Regions from separate parts of the Mus musculus genome. Here all the other regions are linked to region 1. Evidence: chromatin contacts called from public HiCAR-type, HiChIP or PLAC-seq and promoter capture Hi-C data. All regions are on one chromosome and are shown on one strand. The core of a region is the stretch at or near the end of the contact, and the rest is flanking DNA. Distances in the headings are between cores, read along the strand shown.

Region 1 (2,744 bases), core at 91-2,590:
CTGACGTTATACAGGACTCACCTTCTGCATTCTATACATAGAAAGGCAGCATTCTAAAAACATGGTGCTGAGGATAAGTTAGAAAAATATATAGGCAGGTAGAGAAACGGCCTTCCTGCCAGGGTTGTTTCCTTCCTTAGAGAAAGGTTAGAAGGACAAATGCCTAGGCAAAATGTTAAGATGAGAGGACCCATAAGTCTTATAAAATGCTAAACACAGAGCCCTTGTAACGACTCCCAACTCAGCGATTGTCAGCTTGCCTCAATAAAGCTCCACACACGCACACCTTTGTCCCTCTCAGTCAGTTCTTTGCCTGTCCCACAAATAAACTCAACCAGAATCTTAGTTACCGTAGGGGGCAAAGATGGGTCAGCTCTAAAGGGCATATGCTGCTTTTGCGGAGAACCTGAATTTGGGTCCCCAGCACCCACATGGGGTGGCTCACAACCGCCTGTGACTGAAGTTTCCAGGAGATCCAACGCCCTCTTTGGGTGCGTGCACGCACGCACGCGCGCGCGCACACACACACACACACAATTTAAAAATACGATCACTGACAGTGTTTGTTTTTCAATTTTTCAATTTCTTTTAAACTGCCCTTGACTCTTGCTTTGCCATTTATAATTTAGCAATCTTGAACAAAGTGAGTTTGTTTCTCTGAGTCACCTGTAAATGAGGCTCTTCGTGAAGATTTAATGACATCATCTGAGCAAAGCCCCCACCCCCGGAAACCCCTCCTTTCAGCCCCCTCTCTCCAAACTGAAGCTCATTATAGGAGGCAGAAGAGTATAGACAAGTTCTTACTGCAGATGCCAGTGATCCCATAGCTGGTGAGGCAAGCAAATCTGGCTATGAAATCTTCGAGACAGTACACTTCGCCCTCCAGCCTGCTCCTGCCCAAAGAGGCAGCACAAGTCTGTGCGTTAACTTGCTCCAGTCACCCATTGCTCTCTGAAGCAGGTGGTTCAAGGAGCGCAATGGTCCACGAACGAACTACATTTCCCAGCATGCACTTCCAGCCAGGGACCCTAGAGACTATCCTGCGAACCTTGTCCGAACCGCTTTAGGAGTATCGGTCCGTAATCTCCATTCATTCAGCTCCTATGTTTCCCTTGGCTAAATGAGTCAGTTACCGTGAACTCCAACATGAACGGGTCTCCTGCAGGGCTTGTAGAAAGCGTTGGTTCATTCGCCCTGATAGGAGATAGGGCCTAAGGACCAGGGCTCATGTAGCCTGGGACGAACCCAAGGCCTCGCAGCTTGGGACTACAACTCCCAGGCGGCATCGCGGCGGCAGCATAAACACGTCACTGGACACCGCCAAGAGCCCCGGCGGGGAGAGGGACTTAGGGGGCCGACCAGGAGCCGGCTGAGGAGGATGGGGGCCGCCCACGCGTTCCTCGCGTGAGGAGGCCGAGGGGCGCGCCACCCCATCCCGGGGCGGCCGCCCCCGGGGCGCCGCCATCCCTGCCCGGCCCTGCGGTCGTGGCTGAGGATGCGGAGCCGGGGGCCGCCGGTGGAGCTGCGCGGGGTGAGAGGCGCGGGGAGGGGCGGCCGCTTGCTGCCCTCGGCCTCGGCCTCCGCCGGCGGGCCCCGCTCGACCCGGCCCTCCCTGCGCCCTGACATCGTTGGGGACAGGTGAACCTAACGCCTCTCCTGCACAGCCAAATCCGAGGGATCGGTCCTATCGTTTGAAAAAGGTGTTTTTTAGGTTTTTGGGGTTTTTTTTCTTTTTAATTCCTTCGCTCCAGCGGAGGCCCCTCCCCCAGCTATGGTCCCCAGGAGCCCCCCGGGGTCCGCAGGGACTGTCTCCCATCCCGGCCTCCCGGCCCCGCGCTCAGCATTCCGCGGGCAGCCTGCGTGAAGCGGCCTCCCGCAGCCCCCGGCCCCTCCCCCATGGAGGAGGAGGAGGGGGCGGCGGCCAGAGAGTGGGGCGCGACCCCCGCGGGGCCAGTGTGGACCGCCGTGTTCGACTACGAGGCGGTGGGCGACGAGGAGCTGACCCTGCGGAGAGGCGACCGCGTCCAGGTGCTTTCCCAGGACTGTGCGGTGTCTGGAGATGAGGGCTGGTGGACAGGGCAGCTGCCCAGCGGCCGTGTGGGCGTCTTCCCCAGCAACTACGTGGCCCCCGCTGCACCCGCCGCACCCTCAGACCTCCAGCTGCCACAGGAGATCCCCTTCCACGAGCTGCAGCTGGAGGAGATCATCGGTGTCGGGGGCTTTGGCAAAGTCTATCGCGCCGTATGGCGTGGAGAGGAAGTAGCGGTCAAGGCCGCTCGGCTGGACCCTGAACGGGACCCGGCAGTGACAGCGGAGCAGGTCCGCCAGGAGGCCCGGCTCTTTGGAGCCCTGCAGCACCCCAACATCATTGCCCTGAGGGGCGCCTGCCTCAGCCCCCCAAACCTCTGCCTGGTGATGGAATATGCTCGGGGAGGTGCATTGAGCAGGGTACTGGCAGGTCGCCGGGTCCCCCCTCATGTGCTGGTCAACTGGGCTGTGCAGGTGGCTCGGGGCATGAACTATCTACACAATGATGCCCCTGTGCCCATCATTCACCGGGACCTCAAGTCCATCAACAGTAAGTGGTATCCTCTCTCCCAAAACTCTTCCGCTGAATCTTATGAGGCCAAGCCCAGATCGTTGGAAAGGGCAATGGACAGCAGATGGCACTGCATGGGGCAAGCAGGGCCAGGTGAAGGGGGACTTTGGTTGTATTAATAAGAAAAGGGAAGCTCAGAAAGGTC
Region 2 (2,744 bases), core at 168-2,667, 3.0 Mb before region 1:
ATAATAGCTGTCTTCAGATCCGGGTGGTGGTGGCGCACGCCTTTAATCCCAGAACTTGGGAGGCAGAGGCCAGCCTGGTCTACAAAGTGAGTTCCAGGACAGCCAGGGCTACACAGAGAAACCCTGTCTCAAAAAACCAAAAGAAAAAAAAAAAAAAAAACTGTCTTCAGACACACCAGAAGAGGGCATTAGATCCCATTACAGATGGTTGGGAGTCACCATGTGGTTGCTGAGAATTGAACCCAGGTCCTCTGGAAGAGCATCTGGTACTCTTAACCGCTGAGCCATCTCTACAGCCCCAGATGCTGGTCTCTTTTGTTTGTTTGTTTGTTTGTTTTTTTCCAAGACAGGGTTTCTCTGTGTAGCCCTGGCTGTCCTGGAACTCACTCTGTAGACCAGGCTGGCCTCGAACTCAGAAATCCACCTGCCTCTGCCTCCCGAGTGCTGGGATTAAAGGCGTGCGCCACCACACCCGGCTCAGCTGGTCTCTTCTTAATCACCGCTAATTTCTTAGCTCCAGCTAACCAGCATCAATTGTCCCAGTAGTCTCTTCTCTTTTTCACTCTAAAGCCAGAGCCACATGCTGGAACATCACCCCACCCCCAACCCCATTCTATTACCAGCTTTCTGTTTTCCACCTCCCTCATTGCCTAAGCTTGGCTGTCCTGGAACTTGCTCTGTAGATTGACCTTAAATCCAGAGATCTGCATGGCTATCTCCTAAATTATGGGATTAAAGACATGTACCTCCACACTTCTCTCTAGATATCTCTAGTATAAAAGCCAATATTTGGGGGGCTGGAGAGATGGCTCAGCAGTTAAGAGCACTGACTGCTCTTCCAGAGGTCCTGAGTTCAATTCCCAGCAACAACATGGTGGCTTACAACCATCTGTAATGGGATCTGACACCCTCTTCTGGTGTGTCTGACAGCTACAGTGTAGTTAGATATAATAATAAATAAATCTTTTTTAAAAGCCAATATTTTGTTCTGTATCCATAATCCCAGCACTTGAAAGCCTATGTCAACCTAGGAAGTTCCATACCTGGGCTCAAAACCAAACCAAACCCCAAAATGAAAAAAAGAAAACCATGGAGGTAGTCAGTAAAATTAAATTTTATTCAAAAAAAGAATAATGAACTGACCCCTGGCAGTGTATCTGTCCACCGAGTGCAAAAGACTCCTACCCTGGCTTTGCAGTGTTTACAAACTTCTGGAAGGACCTCCGAACTTCCGTGCCTCCTCAAAGTTCCGGCTTCCACAGCGGGGTGGGTCAAAGTGACGTTGCTTCGCTCTCATTCGCCCACCTTTCTCTACGAGGGCGGGGCCTATCCGTACAGCCGCGTCTGTCAGATTAGAGGCCCTTCCGGGGCCCTGACTTTCCGACACTCTAATTGGCTTTTGCTCGCTCTGGGGGTGTGGCCAAGTCTCAGCCCCTGTTCTTAAACTACGTCCTCACGCAGCGCATCCGTCGCGGTAGTCCATACGTCATCGGCCGGCTCCCACCCTGAGACGACAGGGACTCGACCGTAGAACCCGCTGCGGCTGCTGGAAGGAGCGGTGAAGGCTATGGCATCAGCGATGGCCGGAGCAGGGCCGGCTCCGGGACTCCCGGTGGCGGGAGGGCCGGTGGTCCCGGGGCCTGGTGTCGGCATCCCGGGCAAGAGCGGCGAGGAACGCTTGAAAGAAATGGAGGCGGAGATGGCCCTGTAAGGCCCTGAGTAGGAGAAATAAAAGCTGTTCCCGGGCAAACCCAATTAACCCTGTAGCCTCCAGGTCTTCAGAAGGTTGAGATGTGGTTCCATAAGGGGCCGTGGGACCCGAGGGATGCGGGGAGGCATTAGCTGGGATGAAGGCGCGGTGGAGAAGTACCCAGCACCTCAGGCTTGGTGAGACCTGACCTATGGTATCTGTCCCGCTCCCCCAGGTTTGAGCAAGAAGTATTGGGAGCTCCGGTGACCGGAATCCCAACTGCTGTGCCTGCGGTGCCCACGGTAGAAGCGATGCAGGTCCCCCCAGCTCCTGTGATCCGCCCAATTATCGCCACCAACACATACCAACAGGTAAGGTGAGAGCTACAGCTTGAGTCGGGAGAACAGAATGGTTTGGTCCCAATAAGGGCTTATCTATGGACAGCGATTGATGTTTTGGCTGGCATGACCACTTAAGTGCCAGGGACTCAGGATGCAAGACAGTATATTTAATCCATTGGAAACTAATATTCTACAGTGCCTGTCCGGTAGAACTTTCTGCAGTGTTAGATTATTCTATATAAACATCTCTTGAGCCAGGCATGGTGGCGCACACCTTTAATCCCAGCACTCGGGAGGCAGAGGCAGGTGGATTTCTGAGTTCGAGGCCAGTCTGGTCTACAGAGTGAGTTCCAGGACAGCCAGGGCTATACAGAGAAACCCTGTCTCGAAAAACAAACAAAAAAAAAAATCTCTTGAAAGTTTTTATTCACAGATTTGGGGTGTAGTTCAGTGGTAGAGCACTTAGCCTGGCAGAGTCCTATTTTCTAAGCCCACTACCACCACAAAAAAACCAAAACAATATTAAAATGTATATCTGTGTTGTCATTCCCAAGACTCATGGATAATATTCCAGGTGCTTAATAGTCAGCTGTAAGAAAGAAGCCGAGGAAAGAAGGAAACAGGGGGGAACTATTTAGAGGAACACCAGCAGAGAAAACGTGTTTATTCTGTTCACAGTTATTAGGTGGGCTGGGATGCAGCTTAGTAATAAT
Region 3 (2,744 bases), core at 116-2,615, 2.7 Mb before region 1:
AAAAAAAAAAAAAAGGTCCTATTATTGTGGCTAGGGCAATCTAGAACTCATTCTGTAGCCCAGGTAGGTCTTGATCCTTCTACCTCTGCCTCCGGAGTAGCTGGGATGACAAGCCTGCGCCACTAGGCTCAGCACCACTGAGAAGTTTTTAGGGGCCCTTAAGCATCTGTCCCCACCCTATAGTTTACCTCCATCACCAGGGGAAATGGGCCTGACCGGCCTGGGTCTGACGGAGGGTAGAAATCAGGAGTCAGGAAGCCTTCAGAAGCAGAGAATGGGAAAGAGCCCTCTGTATAGGTAGCATGGATGCTAGGGTCCCAGTCTGCAAAGCCTGAAGGGGGAGCCAGGTTGCCAGGTCCGGAATCCACAGTCTCTTGGAAGGCAGGGAAATGAGTATGGCCTGAAACAGAGAGGGTGGTCAGAACCAGCCTGTTATTACAGCCTGGAGACATGGCCAGGGAAGGTAAACCTGGAGTCTCCAGAGGTCCTGAGACACTGAGGAGCTGGGTCCTCCAGTCCTGGGGCATCAGCAAGCTGCGATGCCAGGCCTACTGGATCTCAAGCAACTGGGATCTGAAGTCCTGGAGTCTTAAACCCTGGATGCTTGAAGGACACTATTCATGGACTACTGGGCTACTGAAAACCAACGTCAAATTCCAGGGGTTTTGGTTATAAGACAAGGTGTCTTAGATAGCTCTAGGTGGCCTGGAACTTGCTAGTAAAAAAAAAAAACCACATGACCTCAAACCCAATGGCAATCCGCCCCCCCTCAACTCCGGAGTACTGGGAATATAGACATGTGCAACGATGGCAGGCTGGTCATCAAAATTTCCCATATGGCTCAAGAATAATGAGAGCTGCCTGACTCCTCGGTCCCCAAAGGTCTAAGAGCTGGGATGCCTGAGTCTAAGAGAAGCTGGGCTAGGAGCTAACTTTATTCTTACCTGGCTCTGCCTCATTCACAGATGGAGTCAGTGGCTGGACCAGAGGAGGGGAGAAGTGTCCCTGCAATGTAAAGGAAATGAATTTATGAATCTGGAAGATTCTTCCAGGTCTGTCCCCCACCTGCAGAGCCTCAGAGTCAGGACTACAACTCCCATCTCCCCCAGCGCACATGGCGACTTCCAGAGACTCACCGGCACCCCAGCAGCCTCTGGCTGCTGCTGTCGGCGCCTCTGTTCTTCCAGAAGCTTCTTTACCGTCTGTGTTGGGCAGTGACTACGCTCAGGCCGACTCACTGTGTGTGGGAAGACAGAAGGAAGTCATCAGGAATGTTTAAGTCACCCGAATGCAGCCTCGGTGGCAGCGGTGGGTGGCTGGGAGTGCATGTGGGCGCCCTCCTTTCCTTCGAGCGAGCTGGAGAACTACAAAGCCAACAGAAGATGTTGAGTGCAGGGCCCCGCCTCCGCCATTTCCTTCCTTTTCCTCCACGCTTTTCCTCCGCACCAACTTTCCACCACCGTAGTGGAAACTGAGGAAGTGGGGAGGCTAGCACTTCTCTGAAGCATCTATCTTCTCCGGAGACACCGGGCTCCTCGGAAGCACCACCACATCCGTTAAAAATCCCAACCTAGGCGACCAGGTCCTAACACTAGGAGTGGAGGACTGGGGTTTGCTAATCTCAACTTCCCGAAAAGGCATTTCCAGGTTCCCAATATCTCTGTTTTAACTAGGAGTAGAGGCACACCCCTGCAATCCCAGCGAGGTGGTGGCAGAGGGTCAGGTGTTAAGGCCAGACTCATCTATAAACGAAGTGAGAGGCCAACCTGGACTACCTGAGACCTCTGTCTCAAAACAACAACAAAATGTTTCTCTGTTCTAGAATCTGACATGTGGGGCTGGGCGCAAGGCTGGGTGGATGGTAGAACGTAAGCCCAGAGTCCTCAGCACAGGAAAGGGTGAGTTGCTCCTCTCCAAGTCTTGGGATCACCACTCTTGCTCTAGCCTCTCTGCCAGGATCCACCAAATCAGTAGCGGTGTAGTTCCTCAATGATCCAGGGATCTGGAGTCGCAAAGCTCCCGCCCCCACCTCGGCAAACTTGGGAATAGCAGGGACCAACCATCCCGGAGATGCCCCTGTATCCCATTGGCACAATCCATTCACCCAGAACCCAAGAGTACAGACCCTCAGTCTCCTCTGAGACCTGAAAATCCGGTTCCCTCGACCCAAGAAGAGCAAATCCCCAGCCCAGACTTCCCAGCTCAGACTCCAGCGCGAGAAGGGTTAAAGTCAGCCGAGGACTGACTCGGAAACCCTCGAGACGAGACGCCGCGCGCTGACGTCACGGCGCTAACGCAAGGGAATCTTCCACCTCCCAGTTCCGCTCCGCACGCGCGCGCCGCAGGTGTCTGGCTCGGAGGCGGGGCACGCAGCGAAGCGCGGCGCCCGTGGAATCCCCGCGCACGGGGAATTCCTGTTCGGCCCGGGCACCCTGCACCAGTGGTGCTCTGGGAAGTCCCAGGGCGGGGCTGCTCTCTACCAGAGTGGACTCCTGAGGTCCAGCGCCCGACCTTCGAGGCCCAAACCTGCGTCCATAACCGCAATTTCAAGGATGCAATGCAGCCCCTCCTTGGGTGAAGGAGTCCGGGTCACTTCGTCCTCTTAGAGAACCCCCGGTATCAGGCCTCTCAGTCCTTGCACCCCAACTCCCAAGGATGTCCAACACTCCCAAGGACTCAGAAGTCCAGGATCCCAGCCTCTCCTCTTCAACGTCCAGAATCAATTCTCAGGGCCCAGCTTTACG
Region 4 (2,744 bases), core at 180-2,679, 2.6 Mb before region 1:
CTCTGGCCCTGTACAGCATAAATCATAGAAAACAAACAATTAAACATTAAAGTATGTAGAGTTGTTCCTGGCATAAAGTAAGAGTTCAGCAAACAACTTAGATGGAAAAATAATAAGACGGGGTTTGGGAGTTTGGGGGAGGGGTTGTTTTGTTTTGTGTTTCAAGACAGGGTTTTCCTGGCTGTCCTTGAACTCACTCTGTAGACCAGGCTAGCCTTGAACTCAGAGATGTCTGCCTCTGCCTCCCAGGTGTTGGGATTAAATGTCTGCACCACCAGGTAAAACAGATTATTATTAAGACATAGATAAGAAAGATGAGACAGATTCATTTAAGTTGTTTACTGAACATTGACTAAAACTCCAATCCCCTAAATTCCCTCCAGCTCACTAGCTTCCCTCCCCCAGATACTTACTCATTCCCACTATCCTGATATTCACACTGTTCTCTCTACACTCTCTCCTCCTTCTGTTTTCTCTGTTCACTATCTCCTGCTATTACGTTTTAAACCTGACAATAGTTCTGCTATACTGCCTCAACCTTCATTTTGTAGCTCATGACCTTAGTCTGACCTAATGTTCTTTGACTATAACATCATGTTGCTGTATGGAGCCTCGAGACCTATGGAAATTCCCTAGACTTCCTGCCTCTAGACCCAGCCAATCAGCTTAAAGGTCATACAGTACGGCTTTGTCTAGATAGCCAAATGCACCTGTTCGTGGGTTTTCCCATATAAAAACTGGCCCTGAAAACTGGCTAGGGTGTGCATCCCTGATTAATCAGTGTTGATATGTGTGTTCAGTAAACCGTTCCGATACCCTACTGACATTGGTGTCTCCCAGTGGTTTGTGTGGCTAATCCTTAACTTCAACAATATTCTCTCCCCTCTCGCAGACAGCCCTGGCTATGCAGTCTACTTCCTCTCTATTTTGGACTCTTCTAGATGCCTCTGGCTGTCCTCTCTCTCATATCTACAAACAAACAAAAAGTTTTCGCTTGGCCGTACCACGGAGCGGTCATGTCGTCAGTTTATGCACGTTCCAGCCCCCAAAATAGTAAAGATCTTTTTAAAAACTGCTCATCCCTTCCCAATATCCCTCTGCCTTCTGGTGAGCCCCGGGTTCGATCCCTTCGCTCTCAATCTTCCGAGGGCTCAGAACTATCTCCTCCTACACTCTTTCCAGAGTCTAACCGCTTAGGCCCTTCCCCATGCTTCCACTCAAGTTCAGAAATATCCAGGACTGTAAGGCACTCAAAAACTACTCTTTAGAGTGGCCCGGAGCACCAGAGACTCCGCCCACTTCCAGAGCCAGCCAAGATGTACTGCAGTACTGGCCAATCAGATGCGGCAGCGCCGGTGAGCAGGAGGCGGGACTTCTGGCAGACGTGCCAGTAGCCCTGCCCGTTAGCTTCTCAGCACTGTGTGTCGGGGCGGTCCTTCCGGCCAGTGTGGGGCCTCACCGCGACGCCGCGGTCATGAGCCGGCCCAGCCGGTTGCAGAGGCAAGTTCTGAGCCTGTACCGCGAGCTGCTGCGCGCCGGGCGCGGGACGCCGGGCGCCGAGGCGCGGGTGCGGGCCGAGTTCCGGCAGCACGCCAGCCTTCCGCGAACCGACGTGCTGCGTATCGAGTATCTGTATCGCCGGGGTCGGCGCCAGCTACAGCTGCTGCGTTCGGGCCACGCCACGGCCATGGGTACCTTCGTGCGCCCGCGGGGTCCGGCTGAAGAGCCCGGCGACGCGACAGCCCCGGGGACCAGGCTGGATGATGGTGGTGCCCCAAAGAATTCTTGTGAAGATACAGGGGCGCGGGAGACGCGATCCGATGGACGGTGACAGACAGACCTAGAGGAAGGTTCCTTCTGACAGTTTGGGGAGGATCGTGAACTCATCTAAATGGAAGCTGAGATGTCTTGAGAGATAACCGAATTTTCCCGATGCATAGTGAGAGATCAGACACTCCCTCACCAAGGAGGTTCCGGGCATTCTGTGGCACTGGCGGACTGCATAAGACATGCTGTGATACACCAACCCAAAGTCAAAGAGAGAGCACAGGCGCACTTTCTCCTCCCATCGGGGCCGTGGCACCTCTTGACAGACAGCTCTCTTGACTTCTTAAGAACACACCCACCTCCTCACTCCCCGCCCCTTGCTGTTTTTAACGTGGAGAAGACAGACTTTTTGCCGCGCTCGTTTAATAGAATACCCTGATGAACCGTGAGAAACTTGGCAGTCTGACTCGTTGTGAAGAACCGGGTTCATGAGGGAGATTACACTAGCTCATCTCAGCTGATGAGCCTGAGACTCTTGGAGAATCCCTAGTCCCTACTCCTGTTAGTCCTCAGGATTCTTGCATAAAGGAAATAAAAGTGAGGTGTGCTCACTTCCTTGTTGTCTTAACAATCTTGTTGATTCTTTTATTAGGGGTCTTTGCTTTTTCTTTTGAGACAGAGTCTTGTTATATAATATAGCCTAGGCTGGTCTCAGCATTCACCTCCTTCAGACTCAGCCTTCTAAACTCTGAGATTATAGGCATGTACGGCCATGCCAAGGTTGAAGAGGCAGGTGGGAGCAAAGGGGACCCAGCTAAGGCTTGGTGTGTGACAGAAAAAGATTCTGTGACACTTTTTACATAAGACTTTGACCTCACTTGCGTAACCCCATCACAGGAGGCTAGCTCTCTGCTCATCTCTCAGCTTCAGTTTTATTTAGCAAGGTGATCCTGGTTGCTTTAGTTTTTGTTCTTTTT
Region 5 (2,744 bases), core at 67-2,566, 2.6 Mb before region 1:
ACAAACATTTGATGGACAATAGTATGTGTTAGGCATTAGTCTAGCAACCTAGGAATAACAGGAAATGGGATAAAATTTGTTGGCTTCAGGGAGGGGCTGACATTCTAGTGGTGGGGACACCGTTGCATACCTCAACCTGTGATGCCCCAGAAAACCGTTTAAAGAGAAAAATAAGCCAAAAAATGAACAGGGAGAATGATGTGTGTGCACATCCCTCTCACCCCTTCCGCTCCCAAGGTAGCAATGAACTATCTACAGCTTCATAGCAGTAGCTCCCAAGACTCAAAGCTGGACCAACCCCGCCCCTCCCAGGGCCACGCCCCATGTTCGAATCTCCCAGGCCAATTGTCCCTGCCCAGGCGCCCCAAAGTGTTGGAGCCCTAATGTACTTATGTGTAGCTGTCCTACCCTGGCCAGTCCTGCCCAGTCAGCAATAACACTTGAGTCTGGGCCAAACCCTGTCCGGGTCCCCGAGCAATCCATCCGCCTCACGTCATCCCAGGGAAGAGCAACACTGCAACACGTGACAGGGGAAACTGAGGGCGCATGCGTACAAAATGTTCCTCGTGCTACCGCGGCTACGCCCCAATCACGGGATGGAGAGCAGCTGGCTACAATCTTCGCAATCCTAAACCTCACTATTTGTATAGGCAAGAGTAGGGCGGTGTTGTTCCCGACCCCAAGCCCACGGCTCTTTGGCTTCACCCTACCCCTATATCCATGAGACTGGTACAGCTTGAATAACTTCCCGGGACTGTTGCAAAAGACAGGATGAGCTCCATCAAAGTTAAAAGCTGTGTGTCTATGAACAGAGAAAGCACAGGTTAGTAGAGAAACCCAGCCAGACTCAGTAAGCAGTGAAATAGACAGGCCCTGGCCCCACCTTCCTTTAGCTCCGCCTCTTATCTCCCATTGGGCAATGAGCCTACCCGGAAGCTTTGTGATTGGCCAGCCGGGGTGCCGGCTGCGTCCAATGGGCGGTGGCGCCGGCTTTCCCGCGGCCATTCGCTATTCGAGTGGGTGCTGGCTACAGGCGGCTGTTAAGAAGCGTAACGGACACTGGTCTCCGACAGCATGATGGCTGCCTTAGCGGCCGGAGGTTATACGCGGAGTGACACGATAGAAAAGCTGTCCTCTGTCATGGCGGGAGTTCCGGCGCGGAGAAACCAGTCCTCCCCGCCTCCTGCCCCACCGCTCTGCCTCCGGCGGCGGACGCGACTCGCGGCGGCTCCCGAGGACACTGTGCAGAACCGGGTGAGAGGCTGGTCGTCCTGTTTACCCAACTCCGGGCTTCTCTGCCACCTTGGTCCCGCCTCGGGGCCTCGGTCCCTCCCATCGCTTCTTTATTTGCTCCCTCAGGCGGCTTCCCAGGCCCGCCTGGTCCGGAAGCCCCGCCCCCTTGGCAGAGGCTTTCCCCCTGCGTTCCTGCTGGCTTCAGGGTTTGGTGCTGCCCATCTTTCTGGCTCCACTTAGAGTTGGCACATTGCTTTATTTTAGTTCTAACTCCCGGGAAATGGTTTTGCATTTACAAATCATCTCTAATATCACTTTACTGTTCAGTGAGTGACCTAAGACACTTATCCCTTTCATTCCAGTGTGTCTTTGATTTTATTGGAATAGGGCTGGGGACCACTGCAGCCACCAGTGTGCTGTATCGGAGTCTGAGCGAGAGGCTGGCCTGTTGGCTCTTGCCACGCCTCCTCTGTAGCGCCTCGGGGTAAGGTGTGCTCTTCCAGGCCCCTATTTGGTTAACATTCCCCTGGTTTTGTTGTTGTTATATTGTTGTGGGTTTTGTTGTTGTTGTTATATTGTTGTGGTTTTTTTGTTTTTTGTTTTTGTTGTTTGTTTTTTCCTTTTGAGACAGGATTTCTTTGTGACTGAATTCATTCTGTAGACCAGCAGGCTGGCTGTGAGCTCTGAGATCTACCTTTCTGCCTCCGGAGTACTTGCCTGGCTTATTTGCGTAACATTTCTTGGTCTTCCTTCCTTTTTCTGTTCCTGATTTCTTTCCTGTTCCTTCACTAGAACTGATTTTTATCTACTTACGGCTTAAAATTATGGAGAATGTAAAAATCTTAGCACTGCTGCCTGGGGAGCAGGGTGTACAAAACAGTTCCACAAAATTTGAGTCACAGAAAGAAATGACTTTGGGTAGAAGGAATGCTATTAGTAAAACTTTTTTTTTTTTTTTTTTTGGTCAGGGTTTCTCCGTGTAGCCTTGGCTGACCTGGAACTGGCTGTGTAGACCAGACTGGCTGAGGTCAACTTTTGAGAGTTCATTCTCCCAGAGTCAGCTTTGGCCCCAAGGGCTTTTACCTACGGAGCTATTGGCTACTAGTCTAGAGGCAGTGGGACCTGGGAGAATGGAGTCATAAATGAGGCAAGCTAAAGTCTCCTGTAGTAGCCAACTTTAGTCTGAGCAGCAGACAGTTTGTACCCTGAGGGTTAAGAGGAGTCACAAGGACAAGTGACACACATGGCAAAAACATGTTTTTCCATCGAGACATATAAAGAAATAACAATACTTAGTGTAATGAATAATCTGAAATAGACTCACTCCTATCTCCTACACCTGGAGGGGCACAAAACCAGGAACAATTCAGTTCTGTGTTTTTGAAGAAACTGAGATCATGAGATTCTTGGCTTGGTTTCTTGGAGTTTTCTTACAAGCACCCAAATCTCACAGGGGTCCATTCTTGGACCATGTTCTGACACTGAGCTACCTCTCTGGCCCCAAAGCAACA
Region 6 (2,744 bases), core at 130-2,629, 2.5 Mb before region 1:
GTTTTCGAGAAAGGGTTTCTCTATGTAGCCCTGGCTATCTTGGAACTCACTCTGCAGACCAGGCTAGCCTCAGACTCAGAAATCCGCCTGCCTCTGCCTCCCAAGTGCTGGGATTAAAGGCATGCGCCACCACTGCCCGAGGACCCTGGCTATTCTTATGACCAGAGCAAGCCAGTGGTCCTGCACTTACCCCCCAGAGTCAGCGTCATGGTCAGTCTGTACAGGACGTTGTCCATTCCCCCGCCTTTCAAGTGTACTGGGAGGTCATTGTCGGCCTGAGTTGGAGGGGTGAGAACAGGGTTGCTGGCTCCTGCACAGACCTCCACCTGCCCAGCGACCCCCACCCCTCATTAGGTCCAGAGACTCTGTCCCGCCTACCTGGAAGAGCTTCTGCTTCTCTGCCACACGGTTTTCTAAGTGGCTTCTGGTAGATGAGCTAAAAGACCGGACCAGAGCCTGGGAGACCTGGAGGGATAGGAGATGGGTCTGTAGGGAGCACCTGGAGATCTGCCCTCATGTGGATCCCGCAGGAAGGGAGCGCTTTGCGATGTGGGGACTACATTTCTGATGAAGAACTAGGTAAGATATCTTAAGGCAAGATAGTTACTAGTGAGAGCGGGGGTGGGGTGGGGGTTGGGGGTGGGGACATCTGTCAAGACATTGGTGGAAGCCTATTATCCCAGCATTCAAGAGGAAAGCAGGAGTTGGGGCCAGCCTGGGCTACTTAGTAAGCATTTAGAAAATGAGAGGAGGTGTCACATAAGTTGTTACAATTGGGAGGTGGAGGTCGGAGGTCAAGGACATTCAGCTGCATAGCAAGTTAGAGACCAGCCTGGGCTATGGGAGACCCTGTGTCAAAACAAACATACAAACAAACAAACAAACAAACAAAGGAGTGGGGATGGGGAATCGGTGTCTAGAAGCTACAGCTTGGAACTCTCTGCAGGCTGTGAGAGACTCCAGTGCTGAGAATGTGAAATGGGCGCTATGGGGTTTGAAGGAGAGGGCTAGATTAATACCAGAAAATCAGGTTCCAGGGATGGCAAGACTGGCTTGGAAGTTCCATGAGAGTTGGTTTTAGGGCCCCCTGGGATGTTAAGGGGGACTCGGGTAAACGGAGGCTTAAACCCAGGGTTCTGGACCATGTTAAGGATAGTGCTGTCTGGAAGCTCAGGCTGCCAGGGAGGAAGTCCCAGTCTGAAGGGTGCACCTGTTCTAAGACTCCGGATCCTGGCATGTTTAGGTTAGGCATCTGGGTTGTGGGGTTCCCCTCCACCCCGACACAGCCCGTGCTGGGGCCTCACCCGTAGGGCCCTCATTTTGCGTCCTCAGCAGCTCCGAGTCACCTCCCCTCTTCGCCCAAGGACGTGCAGCACTTTACCCTAAGGGAATCCCAAGCCACGCCCACTGACTCCCAGACTGGTGGGGCGTGACCAAATTAGATTTGTCCAATAGGGTCAGAGAGAAAGTGTTCCAACTTGTCAGTCATCGTTTCCGCATTTGGGTTGACCCCAATGACAGTGGCTCAGGGACTTGCCACTCCCTGGCTGTTATCTAGGGTTACCCTGCTGATAATCTGGGAGCCAGTGAGGGCAGAGATAAATGTCTGTCTTCTGAATGAGTGATCACTGCACCTTGGAGCCTTAGTTTCCATATTTGTTTCCTCAGGGCCAAGTCAGGATCTTCCCCAGTGTTCTTGAGGAAACAAGGAGTCACCCCGATACAGATAAAGATATTTACCAGGCCAGAACTGATTTAAGAAATTAAAGAGATAGAGAGAGAGAGAGGGAGGGGGGGAGGGAGGGAGAGAGAGAGAGAGACAGAGAGAGAGACAGAGAGAGAGAGAGAGAGAGAGAGAAAAAGAGAGAGAGAAGGAGGGGGGAGGGGCGGGGGGGGGCTGTGCGGGCGTGATGGCACACGCCTTTAATCCCAGCACTCGGGAGGCAGAGGCAGAGACAGGTGGATTTCTGAGTTCGAGGCCAGCCTGGTCTACAGAGTGAGTTCCAGGACAGCCAGAGCTACACAGAGAAAGAAACCCTGTCTCGAAAAACTAAAAAAAAAAAAAAAAAAAAAAAGAAAAGAAAAAAGAAAAAGAAAAAAGAAAAGCGGGCCGTGGTGACCCAGACCTTTAATTCCTGCACTTCTGAGGCTCACTGTTCTACAATGGTCTACACGGTGAGTTCCAGCCTTGCTACAGGCACTACGTAAAGAGACCCTGTCTCAAAAAAAAAAAAAAAAAAAAAAAAAAAAACAGTTTAAGGACTGACAATGGAGGGCAGGAGAGGTGGCTTGCCGATTAAGAGCACTGACTGCTAGTCCAGAGTACCCTGGTTCAGTTCCTAGCACCTACATGGCTGTTTACCTATGTCTGTAACTGCAGGTCCAGGGGATCCAACATCCTCACAGACACATACATTCGGGCAAAACACCAATGCACATAACAAAATAAAAAAGAATAGACAGTGAACAGATGGAGGAGAGGAGGGTAGGGAGGTAGGGGTCGTGAAGGGGATGGGAGAGATGGAAAGAGCAGAGGGAGAAAGAGTTGTTCCCTTAGAGAAAAATATGGGGCATTTGTATTGTTTTTTTAGCTGAAATTAAGCTTCCTAGATCTTTTCTTTTTTTTTTTTTTTTTTTGGTTTGGTTTAGGTTTTGAGACAGGGTTTCTCTGTATAGCCCTGGCTGTCCTGGAACTCACTCCGTAGACCAAGATGGCCTTGAACTCAGAAATCTGCCTGCCTGTC
Region 7 (2,744 bases), core at 158-2,657, 2.4 Mb before region 1:
ATTTTAGGAACAGAAAAATCCACTTCCACAGATGTGCAGAACGTGGTATTTATGTGTGGAAAGTGCTACTCTTCCTGCAGGCTCCCATGCAACACCTTTCATCTCAAAACTTCCTATTTACCATCCTGATCCCAGGTTATTGGCCTCACCACGGGGAATTATGAAAATCTTACCTATTCCATTCCAACATTAGTATCTTTATATTTGCTAAGTTACTACTTCAAATTTTTCTCAAGCAGGCTTGCTGGTACTAATCTGATAATCAAATAGTACATAACTTCCAGGCTTGGTGGTGCACACACCACACGGAATCCCAGCAGTTGGGAGGTTAAAGTAGGGGGAATCACTGCCAAGTTTTAGGCCACCCTGTGCTACGAGAGAGTTCAGAGGCAACTTGGTATAGATAATGAACCTGTCTAAAAAAAAAATTACACATACGTGATCGCACAGCATACCTCAACCATTTAAATATTAACGGTACTACAAGCCAGGTGGTGGAGGCACATGCCTTTAAATCACAGCGGGGGGGCGGGGGGCGGGGGGGCGAGGGGGCGGGGGGGGGCGGGGGGAGAGGGCAGAGGGCAGGGGGCAGGGGGCAGAGGGCAGAGGGCAGAGACAGGTGAATCTCTGAGTTTGAGACCAGCCTGGTCTGCAAAGCGATTTCCAGGACAGCCTGTCTCGGGGGAAAAAAATCCCCCCCCAAAAAAATACACACACAAAATTATGAGAAATTACAGAAGAACACACACGTGTGCTTAGTGATAACCTTTCAAACATCCTTCAGAAAAATCAACCTACTGCTTCACATGTCATTCACGAGGACAGAACATGATAGAATTCCAGGCAAAATCACTCACAATCACGTTCACAAATCACTTTCAATTCTCCAATCTCCTACAGGAGTCATACCCAATCTAAAAATAGACGCAGGCCGCTATAACCCTAAGCAAAATCCCGCCATCCAGCTTTCACATCCAAGAAGATCGCGATCACTTTATGGCTCTCCCTCCCGCCCCCAAATAATCAGGATGAGCTGAGGGAGCCAAACCACAACATGCTCCCCACATCCTCACACGCAACGCTCGTGATGCCCAGGGACCTGTTCCCAGCGACAGAGTGTCCTCGAGTTTAACACGAAAACTACCCCTTCGGGTCACCGGCAGTCATCCTCGGTGTCACGCCCACGGGCCACACCCGAGGCCCTGTGCAGCCGTTGAGTGTCCCGGTCCCGCTTCCTTAACCTTCTTCCTCCCCAAAATTACCAGGCCTGGCTCGGCCTCTCGGTTTCCTCCCCGGTCTTCCCATCTGGATTCGATCTCTCGGTCGCCCTCCAGATCCGGAGCATCCACTGCGGTCCTCAGCCTCTCCCAACGTCTCGAACCGCCCCGCCTCCGCTCAGCCGTCTACGCCTGCGCACTCACGCCGGGGGCTCGCTCTCCCAGGAGCCTCCGGGGCGGCCCGTTAGTTGCCGCGCGCGCCTCTCCCTCGCCCCGCGCTTGCACCAGCGTCCCCTTGGCTGGGGCGGGTGGGAGTCAGCTGCCTGCTACGGTCTGTGGCCGCGCGCGGGAGTGCATGGCTGCGTCAGTGTGGGGTGTGCCCACAGGGGAGCTCTGAGACTGATTCTGATTAGGTTTGGGTGATTGAACGCGGACCGAGCGGTTTGCGATCCCATACTGTGACCAATTGATCTTGTGACAGCACTGTGCTTTGATCCTATTGGGACCGACGCAGCCCCCACCCCCTTTGACTTCTGAGTTTGGTAGAATTTCATTTTGACCACCCTAGGCTGAGAATTATGTCTTGTAACTGTCGAAAAGCGCGAGGGGTGGCCTCTGTTGCATTCTTGTTCAGTCTGTACGCAATGTCTTTCCCAAGGGTAATTCAGAGAACGCATAAGGTTTCTCTTCCTCCGACAGGGAGGTGAGGGTAAAGGGATGGCAATGAAAAGTTCCATGATTTCTTGGAATGTGTGCTGAGGTTTCTGTCACTGCCTCTGTCGCCTCACCGGTGACATTGCCAGACTACACAGCGTGGAGTGACTTGGCTATTAAGGAGAAAGTTGGTATTTGAAACCTAGAACGACGATTCAGGTTTAAAAACCACACAGCCTTGTATGGAGATCTCACAATGGGAGTCGTCGTCGTCGTCCCCCCCCCCCCCAGATTGAAGTGCAAGCGAAGATAGGATATTGAAGTTCTAAGGATAGGATTCCAAAGATTGTTTTAGAAGTTATGTGTCATTAATAATTTTCCAAGGATTTATATCCAATATGATGCATTAATCAGTTATTCCATAGACGAAGCCACACCGATTGATTCTATTTTGGACCAAATACTGTTCCATCTGAAAGTGCTACTTAATCTCAATTGTATGATTTTCTTGTGAAGGAAAACCCTACTATCAAAAAGGTTATTGTATTGATGAAATGCGATTTTTAAAATGTACTAGACTTTGTAGCTGATTCGCTCTGTTCTTAGTGCAGGACTCTGTCAATTTTTCAACCCATTTCCTCACGTTGTTCAAAATAGATTTCTTTCCCAATACTTTAGGAAAAAAAAAATTGCTAAGGCTGGCCAGTGGTGGCACATGCCTTTAATCCCAACACTTGGGAGGCAGAGGCAGGTGGATTTCTGAGTTCGAGGCCAGCCTGGTCTACAGAGTGAGTTCCAGGACAGCCAAGGCTACACAGAGAAACCCTGTCTCAAAAAACCAAAAACAAACAAAACAAAACAAAAACAAAAAGT

The links. Promoter capture Hi-C pulls out the DNA fragments that hold promoters and counts their contacts. HiCAR-type assays count read pairs that join an accessible place to other places. HiChIP or PLAC-seq counts read pairs in DNA pulled down with a chosen protein or histone mark. Capture Hi-C pulls out chosen DNA fragments and counts their contacts.
Region 2: a contact with region 1 is called in a promoter capture Hi-C map of hippocampal neurons, with 2.8 times the contacts expected there. The contact joins the promoter of Rbm42 here to the promoter of Map3k10 in region 1. A contact is called at or near these places in 2 of 39 promoter capture datasets (cranial neural crest and hippocampal neurons) and 1 of 115 datasets of contacts at active chromatin or transcription factors (astrocytes).
Region 3: an H3K27ac HiChIP or PLAC-seq map of double positive thymocytes shows a contact between it and region 1, with 6 times the contacts expected there. The contact joins the promoter of Nfkbid here to the promoter of Map3k10 in region 1. A contact is called at or near these places in 1 of 39 promoter capture datasets (liver) and 3 of 115 datasets of contacts at active chromatin or transcription factors (astrocytes, double positive thymocytes and stem cell-derived neural progenitor cells).
Region 4: a contact with region 1 is called in a promoter capture Hi-C map of liver, with 5 times the contacts expected there. The contact joins the promoter of Sdhaf1 here to the promoter of Map3k10 in region 1. A contact is called at or near these places in 2 of 39 promoter capture datasets (cranial neural crest and hippocampal neurons) and 1 of 9 other capture datasets (liver).
Region 5: a promoter capture Hi-C map of liver shows a contact between it and region 1, with 4 times the contacts expected there. The contact joins the promoter of Thap8 here to the promoter of Map3k10 in region 1. A contact is called at or near these places in 2 of 39 promoter capture datasets (cranial neural crest and liver).
Region 6: a contact with region 1 is called in a HiCAR-type map of astrocytes, with 7 times the contacts expected there. The contact joins the promoter of Cox7a1 here to the promoter of Map3k10 in region 1. A contact is called at or near these places in 3 of 39 promoter capture datasets (hippocampal neurons, liver and pre-B cells) and 1 of 115 datasets of contacts at active chromatin or transcription factors (astrocytes).
Region 7: a contact with region 1 is called in a promoter capture Hi-C map of liver, with 7 times the contacts expected there. The contact joins the promoter of Zfp382 here to the promoter of Map3k10 in region 1. A contact is called at or near these places in 1 of 39 promoter capture datasets (liver) and 1 of 115 datasets of contacts at active chromatin or transcription factors (astrocytes).

The regions. Positions count from the first base shown.
Region 1 is chr7:27,673,177-27,675,920 of GRCm38.p6, reverse strand. Map3k10 (mitogen-activated protein kinase kinase kinase 10) reads left to right here and starts at 1,340. Exons shown (of 10, transcript NM_001290528.1): 1 at 1,340-2,578. The coding sequence starts at 1,897. It also overlaps a transcript of Zfp607b not described here.
Region 2 is chr7:30,648,901-30,651,644 of GRCm38.p6, reverse strand. Rbm42 (RNA binding motif protein 42) reads left to right here and starts at 1,417. Exons shown (of 10, transcript NM_133693.2): 1 at 1,417-1,707; 2 at 1,926-2,061. The coding sequence starts at 1,568.
Region 3 is chr7:30,421,896-30,424,639 of GRCm38.p6, reverse strand. It overlaps Nfkbid (nuclear factor of kappa light polypeptide gene enhancer in B cells inhibitor, delta), which reads right to left and starts at 1,365. Exons shown (of 11, transcript NM_172142.4): 1 at 1,137-1,365; 2 at 945-1,005; 3 at 189-400. The coding sequence starts at 194.
Region 4 is chr7:30,321,060-30,323,803 of GRCm38.p6, reverse strand. It overlaps Sdhaf1 (succinate dehydrogenase complex assembly factor 1), which reads left to right and starts at 1,429. Exons shown (of 1, transcript NM_001033140.3): 1 at 1,429-2,395. The coding sequence starts at 1,475. The coding sequence ends at 1,831.
Region 5 is chr7:30,278,666-30,281,409 of GRCm38.p6, reverse strand. Thap8 (THAP domain containing 8) reads right to left here and starts at 1,316. Exons shown (of 3, transcript NR_144498.1): 1 at 930-1,316; 2 at 711-802. Wdr62 (WD repeat domain 62) reads left to right here and starts at 1,000. Exons shown (of 33, transcript NM_146186.4): 1 at 1,000-1,254. The coding sequence starts at 1,078.
Region 6 is chr7:30,182,806-30,185,549 of GRCm38.p6, reverse strand. Cox7a1 (cytochrome c oxidase subunit 7A1) reads right to left here and starts at 1,379. Exons shown (of 4, transcript NM_009944.3): 1 at 1,305-1,379; 2 at 379-465; 3 at 191-275. The coding sequence starts at 1,319.
Region 7 is chr7:30,120,595-30,123,338 of GRCm38.p6, reverse strand. Zfp382 (zinc finger protein 382) reads right to left here and starts at 1,407. Exons shown (of 5, transcript NM_001081007.2): 1 at 1,263-1,407. The coding sequence starts at 1,305.